Regions from separate parts of the Zea mays genome. Here region 1 is linked to region 2. A link is a contact called in public Hi-C data. All regions are on one chromosome and are shown on one strand. Each heading gives the region's core, a stretch centred on a gene start, on an enhancer-like site or on the middle of the called end of the contact. The rest is flanking DNA. Distances are from core to core; before and after follow the strand shown. Region 1 has its middle 110 kb from the start of LOC103650745. Region 2 has its middle 97 kb from the start of LOC103650743.

Region 1 (3,246 bases), core at 155-2,654, 230 kb after region 2:
CTGTAGGAGATGGATCATCCGATAATGGATGGCTGCTGGCCCGCGTGCACGGCAGGTCCGGTCGGTCAGCGCGTGTTTTCCATGGAACGAGCATGCTGGATCGGTCAAAGAAAGCAGTGGATGTGGATGGATGGGCACATCCCCTTGTACAACAGCTCTCCAATGAACCCTAGACACTTGTGCGCCGGAGTGTGTTGTGACTTGTGAGCCCTGACGACCGGCGCTTCTGCCTGCCTGCTGCTGACGGTGCTGGTGGTTGGCACAACACAATCCATGATATCGATGGAGCGACGAGCTGAGCTGGTGATGGTAGATGAGGTCGCTGATGTGACAAGTAGTAGGCAGCACTGGAGCAGGAGGAGGGAGGAGGACGGACGGACGGACGGACATACAGCGACGGGCACTGCTCACTCTGTCACACCCCTGGCCGCAATCGAATACCGATGGAGGAGGAGGATGCATATATGGATCACAGTTCTCTCACAGGAAACGTCGCCGCGCCGATTGTGTCGAGGAGACTGACGGTACGGTGGCTGGCGAGCTGCCGTGCACGCAGGCAGCGCGGCCGGGCCCCGCGCGCCCTGAAATTCCGTGCCCCGGCCGGATGATTTTAAAATCTACTGCTACTACTAGCCGGCCGCGCCGACTCCGAGCGCCGTGGCCGTGGTCATGGGCTCATGGCGGAGACGGTGGCGCCCACACTAGCTGACACTGCTGCGCCTGCATGCGCTGCGCTGCGCTCCACTGCACCCAACGTCCGCCGAGCAGTACCGGCCACAACCCCCTCACCCTCCCTCCCCCCAGTCGATCCGTCGTCGTCATGGCATGGCCCCAATAACTACCACTCCCAGTCCGGCCGACTGCACTTCTCTTTTTCACGTCACGTACTACCGCTTGCGCCCCGCCCCGCCCCACCTTTTCGGCTCATCGTCAGCGGCCAACGGTGACGGCGAGAAGACTGCCGGCGGCGGCAGGGGCACGGACGATAGACGCTACTACTGCGCCTCTCGTGGTGTACCGCCAGCAGCCAGGCCAAATTAACGTCCCAAGCGGCCCCCCGTGACGTACGTACCGATCGGCGTGGTGCATCTGCATGCGCTGCGGCCTACGGGAGTCGTCGTCCGACGTTCCGGCCATGAGCATTGGGCAAGAGCCTCTCGTCTCCGGAGTACGCTACAGCGAGCGAGCACGGAGCGCCGGCCGGCCCGAGACCCAACGCGACGACCCCCCAAACGCAAGTCCCAACGTTCCCAAGTATAGGAGTAGGCATGCATGTGATGCACGCAACGGCATCGCTCGCATGCCGGCGGCCGGCCCCGCCACGCTCCTAGTAGCCTTTAATTTCCTTTAGGAAGCAGGTCGGCTCCCGGGCGTGCAGGCCAGCGTGCGCGGGGCCGGGGCCGCCCTCCCCACGTTTCCCGCACGGCCCGACTCCCGAGCTATAGGACCTCTCGGCCGGACGGATCGGAGCTAGCTACTAGCTGGCAGCAGGAAGAGGAAGCCAAGCCAAGCACCCCCCCCCCCCCCCCCCCCCCCCCCCCCCCCCTGCGCTGCGCTTCTGCTCCTCCTATGGCCTGACTCCGCGACGCTCGGCCCCGGCAGACGACCCGGCGCGGCTGGCTAACTCAGCTCAGCTCGTCTGACGACGGGCGCCTGTTGCGCCGGCCGGCTGCTGCTAGTTGCGCGCGGTGTCTGATTCTGATTCTGCTTCTGATCGGATCAGGGGGCCGGAGAGCGGGGGCTAATAACTGGTGTAAGACTTCCGGCCGGTTCCCATGGGCGGGCCCAAGGGGTGGGGTTTCATGGGTATTCATTAAATACCCATGTTTTTGTGATCTATAGTGTTAGAACACTAAGGACCCTTTTGGTAGGGCTTATTTTTCAGCTTCGGCTCTGGCTCATGTAAAAGTTGTGCCAAACACCTCTTTTTCAAATGGCTTCACCAGTGAAGTGCTTTTCCAAAATGAACTAGAGGGCATGAGCCAAAAAAAGTGGCTTACCCGGCTTCAGCTCACGTCATTTTTGCACAATAGCCCTCCCACCATTCCAAATTATTATTTTTTGGTCCTACCCTCAATCCCTAGCCACGTACAGGAGAGATCGACCTATACAAGGGTCTTTCTGAAAAACAACCTATAAGCCATTTTGTCAAATGATTTTTCAGAATGACTTTGGCTCATCTAAAGAAGTGGCTTCACCTCGTCAGCCAGAGCCAAAACCGTTTTTAGAGAAGCCAGAGCCCTGCCAAAGGGGCCCTAATTTGTTAATAATGTATTACATAAAATAGCGTTAGAATACTAAATTCTTTAACCTTTTGAATTTTTGAATACTTAATCTCAAAATCTCAAAATATCTGGGCCCGCTTCTGTTCCCACTTCCCCCTACCCCACGCGCGCCGCGCCTACCCGGCCTGCTGTCCTCAGCTAGCATGCATGTGCATGCGCCCGCCCGGCGTTCCCTCCACGACGTCGTCCAGGCCCTCCGGCCTCGATTCTGGCAGAGGAACACAGAAGCCACCGTGCACCGGTCGCCGTACGTACGCACAGTGGCAGAGACGCGGCTAGCTGATGGCTCGTGTACGTGTTGGAGTTAGGCTTGCTTTACCAGAGGACCGCCGCCTGCTGATGGCCTCTGCCCGGCATCCAGCTCTTGCCACGTACATGCAGCAGGGCTAGAAATCTGGAACGGAATGGGCCGGGGCCGGTAAACGTACGTAGCGTGCTCACGGCCGTTGTTTTGGCTACAGTTTCCAAATTACGCATGTGTGTGCCTTTTTTGTTTCAGGTGCACCAAACATACGTACGCACAAGGACCTACAGACAGTTGCACACTTGCATGCATTCCACTGAGAATTCGTGCTACCACTTTGGAGTAATATACTTCAACTATATACATATTCCATCAAATACGCCACCGTATGATACCACTATGCTAGGTATAGTCTACAATGATCAATGTAGCTCACCCGCCGCCGTTTTATTAGGTACCGAGGACTAGCTGGCACTCTATTCTCTAGTTAGTTGATACAACTTATTGTTAGGGGACGAGTACAGTCACGTGAGCAATTCTATGCTGTCTAAATACGTACATGGGCTAGTACGTAGTTTAGTTTCTTCTTGCCAACTCCGGGCCCTAAAGCAGTTGAGGTCCATGGCGTCTAAGACTGTCTTCAATGCTTTCCTCTACAGCTTTCCCCTGTCTACTGCAGCGGCTAAAGTTAAACGCTAAATGCCACAACGGTTCTCT
Region 2 (3,254 bases), core at 508-3,007:
CCACATGCAGTGCCTGATGCCTAGCTCGATGGAATGGAATGGAACGGAGCGATTTCAGGCCGGGCGGTCTCGATCGGTCGACCCATCAGACGTCGCCGCGCCCGCGCCATGCATGGACAGGAAGTCACAGCTAGCACACAAAGTGACTTGACAGAGAGCGCGATCGAGGAGGGAGGGGAGGGGACCCGCACCGACAATGCCGGAGCTGAACGACGCGAAGAAGAACACGAGCGCGAGGGCACGAGAGACGACTGATCGACTAGCTACGCTATAGCTAGCATATGATGCCATGCATGACATTGACATGCATGGGGACGGAGGAGCGCGATGCAATTATGCAGGCAGGCATGGGCATATGCGTGGCGCAGGGAGCGGTCGGCCAGGCCTAGTAGCTCTTCTATTCTATGGTTGGTCTCGATCTTTTTTTCCCGCCGGCACCCGGCAGGGCAGGGCAGGGCAGCAACTTTTCCCGTGCTACAGGTTGACAGGACGTGAAACTAGGAAAAAAGGGGAAGAGATGTGTCGTGAAGACATGGGGATCGAGCGCCTGCCTGCCTCTGCTTCCACTGTACTTTGCGCCCAGCTCTAGTGCCTGCCCTGGGGTGGCTCAGCTGTGGCTTGCATGCATGTGACTATATGTTCCTCACGTCAAAAGCTGGGGGCACACACAGATATCATATCAGAGCTAGCTAGTAGGGACTGGCTGGCCCCCCAGATCAGACGACCTGCGCTGCGTTGCGTGCTTTTTCCTTGCTTCAATTCAACTCGATATAATAACACAAAGTGCACGTGTAAGTAGCGATAACAAATGCGTCCATGTGACGGGGGTGAATGCATGCATGCCTCGGTCGTCGCAGACTCGCAGTCCCTCCCTCCCAGGCTGCTCTCTGTACTACGTCGTACACGACGTGCGCACGCGCGCGGCGGCAGATGGTGACCCGCACGTACGTACGTACTGACATGGCATTGCATTGTACGGCAGCACAGAGGAGTAAGTACGTATACATGTGTGTGCGGGTACGAAAAGAGAGGGCATGCACCATGCAGGACAGGAGTAGGTGTAGAGAGTGAAGTAGAGTAGTCAAAGTGACGGATCGAGAGGATGGGCAACGTGCTGCTCAGCTGCTGTGTGGGAATGGGATACGATACCGATACGATACGCCGGGCGGGGCGGCGGGAATCTGGAGAGGCGTGCGGTCCGGTGCGGTGGTGCTCTGGTCTCGGCCTCGGTCTGCGTGAGACGACGAGGAGCCTTGCGGCGCGCTCGCTCATGTGCTGCACTGCTGGCTGCTGCGCCTGCGCCTGTCCCTGCGCCCCTATTTGTTTCAGCTTTTTGCAGCTTCTGGCCACCAAAAGCTGATGTGGACTGCCAAACGCGTCAGCTTTTCAGCCAGCTTCTATAAAATTCGTTTAGGTAAAAACTATTTAAAATCAACATAAACATATAATCGGTTGAGTTGTTGCAATAATAGGAATCCGTCACTTTCTAGATCCTGACCCCTATAAACATTTTTATCTTCCTCCGCATGTAATCCTAATAATACTCAGATTCTCCCCACAGCCAGATTCTCTTCACAGCCAGATTCTCAGAAAAGCTGGTCAGAAAAAAGCTGAACCAAACAGGCCCTGCGTTGCGTGTGGAAGAGAAGAAACAGAAACAGCAGCTGCAGTGCAGGGGGCCAGGGACGGATGGATGGATGCAATACATGCGGAGGCGGAGGCGGATGCAAGGGGAGCGGCGCTGGAGCAGTCAAACGTCACATCCTAGTCCTAGGCCGCAAATCATAAGACGCGGACAGCGATGCGTCAATCAGTGGGATCCGCCTCTAGCTCGCCTGCGTGCCTTTCCCCCGCCAATGCATGCAGGTGTGCTTGCAAGCAAACATGGATCCGGGACGACAAGCCATGGCTGGCTGGCCATGCACGCGCCTCGTCCTACCGATGCTGCTGCTGCCAAGCGATGCAAGGCCTTCCACTACAGTAAACGAAACAACTTCCGACGGTCAAAGCCGTCGGACATAAACTTTAAACCATCAAAGATAGTTTATGCCCAACGGTTTTTAGTTATCTCCGACGGTCTCTGGCGTCGAACATATTGGGTCGGACATAAGCTATCTCCGACGGCCGCAGCCACCCGTCGGACGTAGCAAGTGTCAACCGTTTTAATGGTCGATTGGTATGACCCACAGACTTATGTCCGACGGTTTATACTAAGCCGTCGGACATAACCAACGCTTATGTTCGACGGTTTACACTAAACCGTCGGACATAAATAACCCTTATATCCGACGGCTGCCCGTCAGGCCGTCGGACATAATAAATTTCAGAAATTACACAAAATTCTATTTTTAAAAAATCTGACATTTACAAATAAAAACAGATTTCATGCAAATATACACAGAATTCATATACAACCACATATTCACAACCACAAATATACTCACATAAGTATTCACATTCACAAATTGGAAATAACGACATATAGTTCCAAATAGTCTCAACAAGTCTTTTGCATCAACATATAGGTCCAAAATAAAAACCGACATTGTTCGACAGATAGGGTTTGACATGAACAGTAATAGTTCCAAATTAAACACATTTGATCAACTATCACTCATATTCATCGCCTGGTTGGTTCGAGTTATAGCCACTTCCTCCGGATGGACTATGCGTGTTGAAAAGGTTGTTCACCCAAGAATGCGATGCGTCGTCTTGACCAGACCCATCTCCAGGTGCGGCAACTGAAGCGGGTGGTGTCTGAAATCCCTATAACACACGCACATGAAATAGTGACCACTCAGTTTTTCATTTAAACACATAAGACATCTATGAACATGTCAAACACGCATATGTGTACATACCATAGAGAATTGTGACGGAGGCGGAGGTGGAGGCGCCAGCATTGGCATTGGCAGTGCAAAGTCCGGAGGCGGCATCCCATATGTGGGCATCGAGACGCCCGTTTGTTGGGCTAGTTGCTAAAAATTATATAAAAGCCATTGTTGAGCAAATAAGATATACATCATGTGTTTTGCAAAATAAGGTACAAAATGTTACTTCAACTTACCGAGAGAAGAGCTTGATTTTGGGCCTGTAGGTTTGCATAATACTCGTTCTTCTTCTTCTGGTACTCAGCTTGTTGTCTCTGGTACTCAGATTGTTGCCTCTGGTACTCCAATTGTTCCCTCAAAACTGATTGATGATACTCTGCCTGTTGACGCAACACTACAAGCTCTATCTCTTGGGCAGATGAT

The links. Hi-C and Micro-C count contacts between places; a contact is called where the count stands out from the background.
Region 1: a Hi-C map of ear shows a contact between it and region 2, with 1.9 times the contacts expected there. The contact joins two enhancer-like sites. A contact is called at or near these places in 4 of 25 Hi-C or Micro-C datasets (ear, root tip and tassel).

What each region holds. Positions count from the first base shown.
Region 1 is chr3:151,977,512-151,980,757 of Zm-B73-REFERENCE-NAM-5.0, forward strand. No RefSeq gene overlaps it. Among protein-coding and RNA genes, the nearest start is that of LOC103650745, 110 kb to the right of the region's middle. Within about 2 kb of position 1,405, at least 16 of the 20 cell types and tissues checked have an H3K27ac peak or open chromatin away from gene starts, as enhancers often do. A contact at or near this core is called in ear and tassel, where this site is marked.
Region 2 is chr3:151,751,449-151,754,702 of Zm-B73-REFERENCE-NAM-5.0, forward strand. No RefSeq gene overlaps it. Among protein-coding and RNA genes, the nearest start is that of LOC103650743, 97 kb to the right of the region's middle. Within about 2 kb of position 1,758, at least 17 of the 20 cell types and tissues checked have an H3K27ac peak or open chromatin away from gene starts, as enhancers often do. A contact at or near this core is called in ear and tassel, where this site is marked.